Regions from separate parts of the Mus musculus genome. Here regions 2 and 3 are each linked to region 1. A link is a contact called in public HiChIP or PLAC-seq and promoter capture Hi-C data. All regions are on one chromosome and are shown on one strand. The core of a region is the stretch at or near the end of the contact, and the rest is flanking DNA. Distances in the headings are between cores, read along the strand shown.

The links. Promoter capture Hi-C pulls out the DNA fragments that hold promoters and counts their contacts. HiChIP or PLAC-seq counts read pairs in DNA pulled down with a chosen protein or histone mark.
Region 2: a promoter capture Hi-C map of embryonic stem cells shows a contact between it and region 1, with 5 times the contacts expected there. The contact joins the promoter of Islr2 here to the enhancer-like site in region 1. A contact is called at or near these places in 17 of 39 promoter capture datasets (the 3T3-L1 cell line, the C10 cell line, the HPC-7 cell line and 9 more), 2 of 15 datasets of contacts at CTCF or cohesin (the NIH/3T3 cell line and embryonic stem cells), 18 of 484 Hi-C or Micro-C datasets (the G1E-ER4 cell line, the N1E-115 cell line, Sertoli cells and 5 more), 19 of 115 datasets of contacts at active chromatin or transcription factors (bone marrow-derived macrophages, craniofacial prominence, embryonic basal ganglia and 9 more) and 3 of 9 other capture datasets (adipose tissue, liver and pancreatic islet).
Region 3: an H3K27ac HiChIP or PLAC-seq map of embryonic stem cells shows a contact between it and region 1, with 5 read pairs. The contact joins two enhancer-like sites. A contact is called at or near these places in 2 of 39 promoter capture datasets (frontonasal cranial neural crest and neural stem cells), 11 of 115 datasets of contacts at active chromatin or transcription factors (CD8 T cells, T-cell acute lymphoblastic leukemia, embryonic basal ganglia and 3 more) and 4 of 9 other capture datasets (adipose tissue, embryonic tail, liver and 1 more).

Annotation. Positions count from the first base shown.
Region 1 is chr9:58,001,481-58,006,216 of GRCm38.p6, reverse strand. It overlaps a transcript of Cyp11a1 not described here and the pseudogene Gm17322. Among named protein-coding and RNA genes, the nearest start is that of Cyp11a1, 11 kb to the left of the region's middle. Within about 2 kb of position 2,851, at least 6 of the 459 cell types and tissues checked have an H3K27ac peak or open chromatin away from gene starts, as enhancers often do. A contact at or near this core is called in differentiating embryonic stem cells and embryonic stem cells, where this site is marked.
Region 2 is chr9:58,199,942-58,204,677 of GRCm38.p6, reverse strand. Islr2 (immunoglobulin superfamily containing leucine-rich repeat 2) reads left to right here and starts at 2,393. Exons shown (of 3, transcript NM_177193.5): 1 at 2,393-2,726; 2 at 3,306-3,398; 3 at 4,695-4,736. The coding sequence starts at 4,703. It also overlaps the pseudogene 1600029O15Rik.
Region 3 is chr9:57,815,187-57,819,922 of GRCm38.p6, reverse strand. All of the region lies in intron 2 of Arid3b (AT rich interactive domain 3B (BRIGHT-like)), which reads left to right. Among named protein-coding and RNA genes, the nearest start is that of Arid3b, 19 kb to the left of the region's middle. Within about 2 kb of position 2,377, at least 77 of the 459 cell types and tissues checked have an H3K27ac peak or open chromatin away from gene starts, as enhancers often do. A contact at or near this core is called in embryonic stem cells, where this site is marked.

The sequences.
Region 1 (4,736 bases), core at 1,602-4,101:
GATCAAGGTCAAGTACATTTTCGGCTCTTCTTCCTTTAGCAGAAAGATGTGTTTCCACCCGTCCAAAGCCCTTCCAAAACCGTGCTGAGTTTTTAATAGGTTGATGCCCATGTCTTGAAATGGTTGCTGTTCTTTAAAGTGGTTCATTTACTGGAGTTAAAAATTTTAGGTGCCAGGATGGAAACAAGGTAGTCAGCCAGACACAAAAGCATAACAAAGCAGGAAGCACCTGCCAGCACAGATGGTCGCAGATACTAAAGAGGAACAGCATGGACCACACCCCACAAAGCCGAGAAAACTAGGCTCTTTCCAACGCAGGACTGTGTTGGCCACCAGCATCCCTTCTCCCGATCCTGACAGCTGCTCTTCCAGACCTGTAGCCATCAGGTTCCTGCTGCTGTTATCCACGGCACCCAGGTGCAGTCTCAAGGAGTTTGAAGATATCCTTCACAGAAGCTTGTAACCTGAGCACTAGCCCCAGAAAGGTAATAGCCATTCTGCAGCCACAAAGAATCGGTTTGTAGAAAGGTGTACAGATGCCAGCCCCAGAGGCCCGGCTTTCCTTGACACTTTGTAGTTGTGTAGAGTGTAGTATGACACATCCTCCTTAGGGTTTCAGTATGCTTAATTTCTGTTGTTTGAGTCCCATGCTGAGCCTGGTGGGAATGAATGTGACAGTCATACATCAATCACCCATGATATTTACAAGAGTCATCCCTCCTCTGGGGGCAGGGGTGGGGGTGGGGGGGCACCCAGGACACTGCCATCAGTGGGCACGGGGGGGGGGGGGGCGGGGGAGGGCAGGGCGCAGCAAGCTCTCATCTATATGAGAACCAGCCCTGAGTGGCTTCCACCTGATGAGGACATTCCAGTAATAAGAAACTTGCAGACAGCTACATATGTGGCATGTTCCCAGACAGAAAACTCAAAACACCAGGTTTTTGAGATCAAAGCCAGTTACTCCCTCAGAGGAACCATTTTTAGGCTGAGACCAAGCCTCGATGGGTCCTTCACCCTGCGGGTCTTCAACCTATTGAAGACCACCTCAGTGAGACACCTCAGTAAGAAAGGGCAAAACATTCATGAGTCTAACTGATCCATCAGCTGCCAGCTGTGGAGTCTTCGGCAAATGTTTCCTTCTCTATTTATGGAAAAATTGACACACACACACACACACACACACACACACACCGACGGGACTATTAAGAAAGTAGTTTTATTGGTTGGGATAAGATTTGAATAGATAAAGAGAAAATCCAAGTCCCAAGCTTACAGAAGATTGAAGTATACTGCCTCTTGCATAAAAGAAGTCCCAAGGCAACCCAGAGCTGGTGGTGAGTCCCCAAAGCCCAGCCGCCATCATCCGGCTTGCAACACTGTCTGCATCTCCAAGGCCATCCCACAATCCACAATGCTTCCTGATCCATCTCTATGCTATTGACCAGAAAGAAGAGAAAGCTATAAAAAGGGTCAGCCTGGGCTACTACAAAATGAGAAGAGTGGGGTTGGGGCGGGGGGGGGGGGGGAGGAAGGAAAAGAGGGAGGGGGAAGGGAGGATAGGAGAGGGGACTGGGGGAGAGGGGGGAGGGAAGGAAGATGAAGAAGGCAAAAGGGACCCTTCCCACACCTCTAGCTACCTGTTCTGAAGCCCTCACACAAGATCAGGCATCTCATTGGCCACAACTTAACCACGTGACACCACCTAGCTACGCAGAGCCAAGAAAGAGTGGTGACTCTAAGAGTCTACCTGGTGCTGGTGCGCCAGGTAGACTGCTGGGCTTCAGTAAGTTAGGAAAGGCTGGAAGCAAAGAGCACGTGCTTGACCTCATGCCGATTCACCAGAATTAAGCTGATGATCGGACAGTCCAGCGTTTGGGCTACCATTCTAGCACTCCAGAACATATGGGGACAGAAACCTATCTGGAAGCCAGGGGTCCCCAGCAAGTATCCCAGCGGCTGAGTAGGTAACCTTTTCATTTCTGTGGTAGACATTCTGTTGGTCCTTCTCTCTTGTGAGGCGCCACTTCTATAGAGAGACTCCAATATCACAAAAGTGAGGCCCACGTTACTCTCCTCCCAAGAGGGGACTACTGTAATTGCATGTGAAAAGGCATGGCTGGGTCAGTCATGGGTCCTTCCAGAACGTTGGCTTTGGTTTTGTGGCAGGGCCTCCATCCCAGACTAGTTTTGAACTTGTGCACCCAAGGATGACCTTCAACTCCTGATCCTCTCTGCTACCACCCGAGGGTCAGGACTGACTGGTTTATTCAGCGCTGGGGATGGAACTCAGGGCTGTATGCATGCTAGGCAAGCACTCTCCCAACTGAGCTCCATCGCTGGCACCCCTTTCAGAAATTTCTTAAGCTCTTGCTCTTGGGTAGGAAGCTGATGGAGAAAATGAAGCCAGAGATAGAAGCGCGGGGTGGGGGGTGGGGGAATCTATATGGAGCCCCATTTGTCACTATCAGGACTCTCATTCTTATCCCGTGGCTCGCAGAGACCTAGCTGCACCCCTGGCTCAACTCTACCTAGGCTCCTTTCACTACTCCCAGTGCCTGCCTTCCCCTTTCTGCCGGGGTGGAGCTCCTGTTTTATAACTCTTTTAAATCATAGATTTGTGTCAGAATTCTTTGTGGGGCACTTGGCAGAAATCCAGCTGAAACTGGTTAAAACAAAAATACCATATACATAAAATGAATTTGAAAAGTTCAAGGTCAGGAGCTAGCATGCCAGAGGAAGTCGCTGGCCCCCCACCTCCCATTCTTTCTTTTGTGTTGGCTGCTGTCTCCTGCAGTCAACTGTGCACAGCCAGGAAGAAGGCCAGGGATTTACCTGACCCCAAGGTCCTGGAAACTCCTGCAGCAAAGACAGAGAAGGGCCACCCTCTCTCTTGTCCATGATCTCCCTGAAGAACTGATTGGCCAGTTTTTGTCCAATCACAGTGGACAGGATTCTGGCACCTGACTATTGCAGGCAAGCACAGACCCTGCAGTCAGGGCCAGACAGAACCCTGTGGCTGATGGAGCCTTGGGAACACTATAAGGAAAAGAAAAGGGTGTCCTTCCAATGTATAAAAGTGCCGAGCAGACTGCAGACATAATCACATAGGGGGCATTGGGACCAGATGGACTTGGGTTCAAGTCTTAGTTCGACCACTGAGTAATTGTGTGGACTTGGGGAACTCACTTGGAGCCAAGTGAGAATGAAGGCTTTCATCTCCAAAAAATGGAAATAATCACAACCTGCCTGTCAAGGTTGTGACGAACACTTACCAGGACAATAGAGTGTTTGGGAAGGCCTCAAATTCTCAACATCGCACAAGTAACCTCACTGAGCTAAAGGCTGTCCACTGTGGTTTGGGGTTAATGTTTGGACACCACGGTGAAAGCTGTGTGTCCCAGGACTGGAAAGGGGCCTCAGTGGTTAAGAGTGCAGCCTGCTCTTACAGAGAGCCAGAGTTCTGTGCCCAGCACCCATGCCCAGCAGCTCACAACTCCAGCTCCAGGGGATCCAGTGCCTTCTTCTGGCCTTCCTGAGCACCTGCACTCACGGACACAACCCACTCATACAACACACATAATTAAAGATAAAATAAATCTTAGGGGGCAAATGTGTTTGCTTTCATGGGTCCAGCTCCAGGCATTTTTTTTCACTAAGTCACACATCAGCTCCCCTCCCCACCCCACCCTGCAACACCCCCCATAGATGTTTGACAAGAAACCAGCCTTGGAGATGCATGGCTTTACTAATCAGGGTGTGACTACTTAACCCTTTATATCATTATTACCACTCAGTCTCTCTCTCTCTCTCTCTCTCTCTCTCTCTCTCTCTCTCTCTCTCTCTCTGTGTGTGTGTGTGTGTGTGTGTGTGTAGTATGTTTATATACACGTGTATGCAGGTATGTCTACCTATGCAGGCACATGTGGAGAGCAGAGGCTAACATCCAGATGTATTCTTCAAATGCATCTCCAGTTTGGTTTGTTTGTTTTGAGGCAGGCTCTCTCAATGAACCTGCAACTGGCTGTTTTGGATTGGCCACCAAGCCGCTGCAGGTTTTCACCCCTCCACACTTGGGTTATAGATGTATACCACCATGCCTGCCTTGTTCCTTTTTACGTAGGTGCTGGGGATTTGAACTCGGGTCCCTATGCTTGCTTACCCGATGAGCCATCTCCCCAGCCGGTCACACTCAGTCCCTTTTGCTTCCCTGTCTGTCTATCTATATCCAATCTCTCTATCTAGCTACTTCCGTCTCTCTCCTCTGCTTGTTCTCTTCCTTTTGCTTCACCTTGGGAAGGTGTGCCTATTAGCTCCTGCCAGTTTGGCACACACTGAGTCACTTGGGAATAGGGAAGGTCAATTAAGGAATTTCCTCCATCACGTTGACTTGCGGATATGTCTATGGTGACATTTTCTTGATTAATGATTGCTAAAGGAGGACCCAGTCCACCATGGGCAGTGCCACCCCTGGGCAGGTGGTTCTAATTTGAATAAAAAGCACGATGAGCCAGTCTTGGGGAGCAAGCCCATAAACAGCCTTCCTCCAAGGCCTCCTCAGGTCCTGCCTCCAGGTTCTTGCCTTGAGCTCCATCCCTGACTTCACTCCATGACGGACTCTAACCTGTAAGTATATGTACTGGTTGGTTTTGTGTGTCAACTTGACACAGGCTGAAGTTATCACAGAGAAAGGAGCTTCAGTTGGGAAATGCCTTCATGAGATCCAGCTGTGGGGTATT
Region 2 (4,736 bases), core at 1,144-3,643, 200 kb before region 1:
AATCCACAAAGAAGTCTAGGGGCGTTAGCTCTTGGTCTCTGCGTCTGTCTGGAGTCAGGACTGCAGCTTGGTAAAAAGCTTGTCCCTGAACTGAACAGATTCTGAATCGGAAGCCCTCTGTTTTCCAGCTTGACAACTTTTCTGTCGCTCATTCCCCCCCCCCCCCTTTACTGCACTCGCCTGATTAAATACTTGTTCCTTTAAGATCAAAGACGTAGGGCAGGGGTGGGAGGTGGGAAGTGTTTCTATGCCGTCTCTCCTTCCCTAGGTATTATTAACCGTAAAAGCAATCGACGGCAATTCTGGGCGGCGCCAGGGCTCTGCCTGCCGTCTTCTAGCAGAGCTCAGTGGTTGAATCAGGAATTGCAGCTCCTACCCAAGACCCTGCGGACGCTGCTAGCGGCGACTCCGGCTGGCCTTGTCTGGACCGGCACTGGGTTCTGCAGGGTTGAAGACGGGGTAAGGGATGTCTTCTCCCTGGTGCAAATTCGGGCAACAGAAGCATTTTTCGGGAGAGTGGGTGGGAAGCTGGGTTCCACGGGAATCAGTACCCCAGCCAGCGTGGTCGCCACGCCCTTAAACTATTCTGTAGACGCTGGAACCGCCCTCTCTACAGGGAGTCCCCTGGTTTCAACCTCTTTAGGGAAGAAAGCCAGAGTTGGGAGAGCTTACCCCAGACACTCCTGCACGTCCGTGCGATCGAGAGAGCTCATGAGCCCATTCTTCCTTCCAGCCCTCGGCCCTTCGCTCCTCCTAAGTTATCCCTCTGCAGGCTTGCGTCCCTCCAAACTCAAAAAAAGAGAGCTGACTAGAAGTAAAAATCGGATGAGTGGATGTTCACTGGCGGAGGAACGCCCACGCCTTGCGTCTTTCTCTCCCCCACCAGGAAAGTCCTCAGGATTCTCCATCCCAGAACACTAAGAACAGCAGAACGTCCCTCTGCTGCCACACCCTCTTCTGGTGCGAGGCACCCCCCACCCCCTCAAGGTTGCTAGAACATGAACAATACGACAGACATTCCTCTTACTTTGCAGACAAAGAAGTCGGTATCGGGCGGCTATTCCAAATCTCTGAGGCCTTGTCCCAGGTTAGAGCCTTGTGCTGGACGGCCTCAGACGTACAGGATTCCAGGCAGGGAGGAGTCAGAGTTCTCATCTCCTCTCCCTTCTCAAAGACATCTTCCCTGGATCGCTCAAGCACCCTCTCCTGGTTCGGTCTGTGGGGTTTCCAGGCCCGAGCAGGTGTGAAGTTCTAGATTCCGAACTTGGCTGAGTTTGTGGGGGTCCCATCAGCCCGTAGCCAGGAGTAGGAAAGAGGGAGGGACCAAAGTGAGCACACACCAGTGTGTTCATATTTAATTTACAAAGGAGCCTCAGAAACCCTGCCGGGTGGTCCCTTTAGATGCAGCGTTCTTCCTGCATCTCTCTGCGCCCCCCTCCCTAGCTCATTAAAATGCTTAACACTCAAATCGGGGTATTGATCTCTGCAGAGGCCCCAAACACACTGCCATCCAACCAAGACAGAAGACTGACTCTGATGAGGGCTGGGAGACCCCAGCACCCCAGTATTACAGTGTATATGAAAGAGAAGGAGGGGACTCTCTACACATCTCTCAAAATCTATGCCCCCTTACCAGTTCTGGCTAGCAGCTCTGTCTCCTGGGATGCCATAGGCGGGGGAGTGAGATGATGCATTTTAGTCAAATCCCTAGACATCCCTTGAAATTCTCCTGCTCATCGCTAAAAGAAATGTCCAGGGTTTGCCAAAGAGAACAGCGAGTCCCGAGTCTGCTGAGGCCAGCTGTTACATGAGGGTGTGAGATGGCAGGGCGGTGGCTGCTGCCTAGGCTTTCACAGTGTGTGTGTGTGTGGGGGGGGTGCGAGCATGCAGGGGTTGATGGCCAGCTTGCTAGAGATGCTGAGAGGATACTGAGGAGCGGGGTGGTGGTGCAGGAAATGCTCAGGGGTTGTAAGTCCCTAGTCCACAGCACTCAAGAGGAGCAAACGGTTTTTGTAACTATCCTGGTCCCTGTAGCCACTATTAGTGGGCAACCTTGGTGTCCTGTTAGCCCGCAGCAAGCAAGGGCAGAGTGAGACACTTGGGTGAGTTCAACCTAATGTTTTAGGAGCTCAGAAGACACCCACTCCACTGTGAGCACTAGGTAGCCCACGGGCAGTGGAGTGCACGCGCTGGTTTTGCCACAAAAGACCTGAGCGTGGAGTTCAGGCTCAAGAGGCTGAGCAGGGTCTGCGATGGGCTGGGGAGGTGGGCGTCTCCTCTCCGCGCACCCTGCAGGGCTGCGCCTACTAATCTGGCGAATTAGTCTGGCGGTGATTGGGGGTGGAGGGGAACCAGGATTTGTATCTGCCCAGATCCAGGCAAAATATGACAGAGAGGGTGAGGCGTTCTGCTAACACTATCAATTATGCATCGTGTTGAACGAAGCTTCGGGGAGGGGGAGGCTAGCAGGCGGCAGGAGGAAAAGGGTCCGGGAGAGCCAGGCAGCGCAGTTCAGCAGGTCCCACTGGAGGTCTTTCTGCGCCACTGCTTGCTTTGGAGAGGGGGGAAAAAAGTGTTTAAAGGCAAAGACACGCCCCTCCAGTCCTATGCTTTTCTTTCTCCCAAATTCCTCAAAGATGGTTTGTCTCACGTGTTGCGGGGCGTAGAACGGCTCGCATTCAATTAGAAGCGAAGCTCGCGGGCGCTGGCGGGACGGGCGCGTGAGGGTGAGTGAGCGTGGATATTTGTGTGCGCGCAAAAGAGAACGGTGAGTGTTTGAGTGAAGGTGTGCTTGTGAAAATGTGTGTGAAAGTAGGGAGAACTTAGCGCGTTGACGCGATTATTACATGTTGACGAGTAGTTCTAACCTGTGAAAGTCATGTGAAGATGTGTGTGTGTGTGTGTGTGTGTGTGTGTGTGTGTTGGGGAGGGGTTTGGAGACATAAGGAGGAATAGTGACAATGTCATCGAATGTGTAAATGTGGGGAGAAGTAGAAAATGGGTGCTAGGGGTACGGTGGGCTGGAAAGGGCGGAGCCTTGGGCTATGGGCGTATGGAGCCCCTTGAGACCGACAGGTCTCAGCCTGAGGTGAGTAGAGGATCTCTATGGCTTTAACAAATGTAAACGCAGCACGAGGTGGGAGACTGTGCGCGTTCCCGCCGAGCACGGGGGCGCGCGACCGCTCTCAAACCTGCAATCCTGGAGAAGTAGGGCGAACAGATAAGGAAAGAAAAAAATTGAAGTAGGACTTTGGGGCCAAGGGGAGTTCTTTCAATGCACTCCCCCTTTCTCCCCACCGCCACAGCAACAGATGCCAGAAGCTCCCTTAGACTGTCACCTGAGTCTGGAGACCGGCTCGCAGCCCCACAGCATCACACTGCAAGTCAGAGAGCAGCAGGTAAGCAGTGGAAGGGCCCCACAACCTCAGTCCACAGGGTCGATCCAGCCTAGTCAGGGTTGGGTGGCTGTCTGGGAGGAACAGGGAAGGGAGGTGCCTCCTTTAGGAGCAAAAGCAAGAAGGGACCCGCTAATCTCAGAGACAGGGTGTAGGAGAGGGTCTTCCAAGACTGACAGGACCCTCAAGTTGGGGCAGGGAGTCTGTGTTAATATATTTGTATGTCTAGAGACAGGGGATGCACTCAGGCGTCTTAAGGCTCTAGAGGGAAGTATAGAACCTTGGACTGTCTCCAGGCTTATTAGCTAGAGACTGTTCCCTAAAAACCTGTGGGCAGAGGGATTCGCCTGGGCTCTGTGAATCCAAAGAGGAAGCTTTATTGACTGTTTCCACAACATGCCTGCTCTAGTCAGGGGGTAGGATTTTCTTCTCAGAGGAAAGCATGGTTGAGCAGTTGTGACTTCCTGAGGGGAGCTGCAGCCCAGGGCAGGGAGGTGAGAAGGCAAAGTGGGTGGAGGCTGCCTAGATCCCCCACACCACACCTCACAAGTTCTCCATGTTGCATCGGCTAGGGGTTCGGTCTCAGAGTAGGGCAGTGTGGCACCTATGTCTCTGAGTGTGGCTGGTTCACATGAGGACTTGTGTCCCTGTGCCTGTCCCTTCTCACTGTACACAGGAAAGTGCTTTGCTTCCTGGTGGAGAACACTGTGGTAAAGCTGCATTGAGTTGGGAGAACAATGAGGTCCCCAGGGTATATTGTGTAGATGTTTGGGTTGCCCGTATTTTTGTGTCTATATAACTCATTGTGAACCTCCTAACAGAGTCTCGCTGCCTTGTAGTGGGATGCAGCAGGGAGATGCCTGAGTTTTTGTTTGCGCTGTTGTTGCTTGTGAGGAAGTGTGTGCGAGTGCTATGCGTGGGACAAAGGATTCCGAAGAAGACAGTTAGTCATGAACGAACATCTTTCTGCATCTCCATTTCACTGAATTAAATGAAGATAGAGAAAGAAGGGTCTGTATGGGGCCCATTGCAGACCACAAGCTTTGGAGGGGGCAGTTCCAGATAAGGGGATAGATGGGAGCTGGGGGTGGTGTGGGGGAGGATACTTCATGCCCTCTGGAGAAACAAGACAGTTTCTGAAAGCAAGCCTTCATTGAATATGCAGGCTTTCACTGGTCTCAATTCAGTAACCAAGGTGTCTGGAGCCTACATAGGTTTAGAAGGTAGAGTTTGTTAGGGGAGGGAGAGAGGTGTGGCATAAGTGACCATTTCCCCCTTCACCTTGACTTCCCTCTGCAGGAGTCACGATGGGGCCCTTTGGAGCCCTGTGTTTGGCCTGGG
Region 3 (4,736 bases), core at 1,128-3,627, 190 kb after region 1:
TGAAACTCTGTCTTAATAAAATAAAATACAATTTTCAAAAATTTGAGACAGGATATCACTCTGGCCTTTGCTGTCCTCAAGCTTAGAATCTTCCTGCCTCTGCTTCCCAAGTACTGGGATTACAAATTTGATTCATTATGTCTGTCAAATGTATTTTAAAGTATTTGAGAAGTAAAAATGACATATACCTTAAAATGTATGAAGTAAAAGTCAGCAGGACTTTGGGGTGGTTTCTTGGTAAGTCTATACCTTTTCAGGCTTTTAAAAATTACCTTTTTATTTATATTTTTAACAAAAACAGTAGCCCCACGTGTTGTACTTCAGCTGGCTTTTCTCTTGTGAATGTGCGCGATGCTGTGTCTGTGCGTGGTTTCTTGTCTACTGCTTTTGTAGTGCTGAAGATTGAACCCAGGCTCTGCTACGGGCCAGGCAAGCTTTTTAACCACAAAGCTAAGCCTCACCCTTTATTCGTGTTTTTATAGTCAGAGTACAAACCTAGAGTCTAAAAAGTAAACCTGAGGGGCTAGAGAGATGGCTCGGTGGTTAAGAGCACTTGCTGCTCTTGGAAGTACTATCTCCCCACTCCCACCCCAAACCCCACTGTGTTGGGTGGCTCACAGCCCCCTTAACTCCAGCTTCTGGATCTGACACCCTCTGTGAGTACCTGCACGGTACCCACATATACCACACATATCTATACAGACACACATGTAAGTAAATAGTGAAGTGAAATGTTAGCCTGGGCCTGGTAGCTCATGTGTGCCATCCCAGCATTTGGGAGTTCGAAACAGGAAGTTAGAAAGTTCTGGCCCACTCGCTACACAAGAACCCGACAAAACAAACAACAAACAAACAAGAGCAGTTTTTAAAAAACATTTATAAGCTGACGCGTGGTAGGTTTTTTCTTAAATGTTTGCTTCCCATACGTTTAAATTGTGACGTAAGAGCCGTGCACAGCAGCGGCTGGCCAGTCTCCTAATCTCTCAGCCTTTTCCCTCTTACATCCTAGTTGTCCTCACAGGCTCTTGGAAGCCCAAGAAACAGCTGGGAGGTTGGGAAGGGCTAGAGTGCTGGGTTCCACAGAGTCACTGCCTGGCATCGGGTCTTCTCATCACCAACTGTACTTTCTATTTTGGCGTTTCTCCTTGTTTCATGAGAACACCTCATTTCTGGCCAGTGCTCTTGATTCTGTGATGTGATTTTGTGCCTAGATTGAAAATGTAGAATCATGTCTCTTTTCCTCACCCTGCCCCCTTTCTGCTGCTTAATCAGAAAAAGTGTCACTTGGCTCTTTTTCCAAACCACTGAGTTTGAATGATCTCTGTTGCTCAGGAGGTGGGCAAGCTCTTTCTGGTTCCTGCTGAAGTTACCTGACAGCGGAAGGTGAGCATCTGATAGTTCTAACTCCAGTGCTCCCAGGGCTGGAGTGCTTTAGTTAAGAGCAGTAATCCTGATCTTATCTGTGTGCTTCTAACAGTATCTGTTTTACTTCCTGGGGCTCCCCCCTCCCCTTAGGAGTCCCCTGTAACCCTTCCCCTTACCTTCTCCTGCAGTCTGTTAAAGTGGGATGAGACCAGGAGTGGCTTTCTTTCCTTCATGCTAAGACCCAGGAGATAGATTTTTAACATCACACCACCAGCCAGGTCATCAGTAAAGCTGTCACATATATGGCACGTATAATACTGAGCCATGGATCTGGACAAAAGTAGTTATGTGTGCTTATTGTAGAAGGGAAACCCCAGCCATACTCAGCCTCAGTACTCAGATAAGGAGTGTATTTCAGAACAATTCGTTGGCTCCCAAGAGCTTAAGATGAGCGCTTTGAAGCCTGGTGATTTTGCTAATGACTCCTTGAGAGGCAGTTCCTAGGAATTTGCCGAGGTCCTTGCCTTTGGGGCCCATATCTTCCAGATTATGGCGAATAGACAGGAAGTGCATAGCCGTTCTGTTGTTTCAGAGAATGCTCAAGGTGCACATGCTACCAGTTTGCATAAAGGTGTTTAAGGAAAAGTTTTTTTCTTTCTTTTCTTCCTTCCCTTTCTCTTGCTCTCTCTCTTTAACGACATGTCTTACAGGTGTCAGAACGTAAAGAAGAGTTAGTTAGTAGAGAGTTAGTGGTAGCTTCACCCCTGTGCTTAACCCTAGGGAAAGGGTTAATTTTTGCCTTGAGGAGAAATGAGGGATGGGAACTAAAATTGCTTCGGACATCTGAGCTGTGCTTTAATAAGATATTCCAGGTGGTCAAGGAGTAATCCTAAAATAGCCTAGATACTTAACTGCTTTAAAGTCAGGCTCCGGCTCCAGGGAGGTAGGGCTCTGAGGAATGCAGTGCTGGCTCCTGAGGTCTTAGGGGCGTGGTCTGCTGGGGTTATTCCTGCCACCTCCAATCCAAGGGGAAACAAAAGCCAAGCCTTCTTGGGTCTGGAGGCATTTGCTAATATTAGACCTTCCCCACTCGGCAATACTAAAGCCTCTGGCTTCTGCTTCTCTAACCTGGCTTTCTTCCTAGCTGTGGGACGGGTATTGTCACCCCATCCCCTAGACAGTGCTCTGTTTTCATTAGTGCTCAAAGGCTTCCTGCTTGATCCCCTGCCTGGTTTCCTCTCTGTTTGCACAAGAGCATACTTCTCTCCCGTGAGAATTCAGTCATCCTCTCTTTCATTCCCTCGCCCAATCCAGCTGATGCTCTGAGCTGCCTGTTCTTTAGGAGAGCCATTCTCCCTGGTTCTGCTGCCCAGCCCCCACCCCGCCCAGGTTCTCAGTGGGCAAAGCCTCCTACCCATCATTATTTATACAGACATTATATTGGCACTATAAATCACCACTGGGGGCATTAAAAGGATATTTAATAAGTGAAGAGTCGGACTATTGTTTTGCCTGAGAGACTAGCTGCTATAAAGGAGTTGCTCTATGGTAGGCTGCTCTGTCCCTTCAGAGCTACCTAAGTACTGGTCTTCATTACCAGGGTGAGGGACAGGGAATATGCAGTAGGTCAGAAGTAAATGTAGGGACTAGTGAAATGGGTCTGTGGTTAAGAACACTGACTTCCCAGCACCCACATGGCTTAGTGCCACTGTAACTCCAGTTCCAGGGATCTGCTGCCCTCTTCTCAGCTCTTAGGGCTCCTGCATGCACATGGCACATATACACAAACACACACATACTCATAAGATAAAAAGTATTTTAAAATAACTTAAGAATTAATGCAGGGCTGGATGTGGAGGTGCATGCCTTTAAACCCAGCACTTAGGAGGCAGAGACAGACAGATGTTTTATTATGGATTCAAGGCCAGCTTGGTCTACATAGCACATTCCAGGCCAGGCTATAACTGTTAAGACCCTGTTTCAAAAAAAAAAAAAGGAAAAGAGCTACTGTAGGAAAAAAAATGCTTAAGGAAACCATAGACAGTGGCTAGAGCCATGGATTTGGCGGTTAATAACACTGGCTGCTCTTCCATAGACCAGAGTTTGATTCCTAGCACCCACATGGTAGCTAACAACCAGGTCCAGGGTATATGACAATCTTTTGTGGCCTCCAGGGACACACGCATGTGGTACACAGACATACATATAGGCAAAATACCTGTATATATAAAATAAAAATTTTAAAAATCAATCTTTCTAAAACCTCATAGACATAAATGGAATTTATTTTGTTTCGTTTCCTCCCACAGTGTTGGGAATTGAACCAGGAGTGAGCACTACCATTAAGCTACATCCTTAGCACAGAGGCTGTTTAAAATTGTTTCTCTCCCTCCACTAAGCTTCACTAAACTGGAGGCTTTGATCTGTCTTCTGTTTCTTCCCCTCGGAACCTTAGACAGTCTAGTATAGCCTGGGCGCTCAGAAGTTTGTATGTGAATGACTGGAACAGGAAAACGCCTGCAAAGTTCAAGACGGCCACAGCCCTGGCTCCCTTAGGTGTCTGCCTGTACATCCATACGTGTAGATTATTTTTCCAACAAAAGTAGCTTGTTAAAGCTATGCAGAATATTGGTTTCGTCTTCTTTTCATTTCAGAAATTGCCTGCTGCCTCCCCACTGCTCGCAGTTGAGAGTTTAAGTTTTCCTCCTGGTATTCTAGGCATCTCACAGCCTGTTTCCACTTTAAACATTAGGCATACTTACACCCTCCTGCCATTAGACATACTTACACCCTCCTGCCAAAACACGCCTTGTTTACCCCCACCCCATGCTCATTTGAACTATAAATCTCCCCTCAGCCCATATTCCTCCAGGCCACTCAAACTTCAGCCTTCTACCTCCCAAGCACTTGGTGTTTGGGTATTTTAGCCTTACTATATGTATGCATGACATCTTGTTTTTCTGACTCTTGGTGTGACCCGCTTGGTAGGGTGGGGACCACTTTTGTTTTAGAAAGCTTTTCCTCCGCAGCTTGCTTTACCTGGTGGGTTCTCCAGGACCTCTGGACTGAATGAAATTTATCATCGTAGTTTTGTTTCCCAAAAGAGAAAGCCACATGGTCCAGCCCACCTTGTGTGTGTGTGTGTGTGTGTGTGTGTGTGTGTGTTCTCCAGGACCTCTGGACTGAATTAAATTTATCATCGTAGTTTTGTTTCCCAAAAGAGAAAGCCACATGGTCCAGCCCACCTTGTGTGTGTGTGTGTGTCTGTGTGTGTGTGTGTGTGTGTGGTGGTGGTGGGGCTTGTGTGTGTGTGTGTGTGTGTGTGTGTGTGTGGTGGTGGTGGGGCTCCAGACCAGGAGATGTGTGTTTGT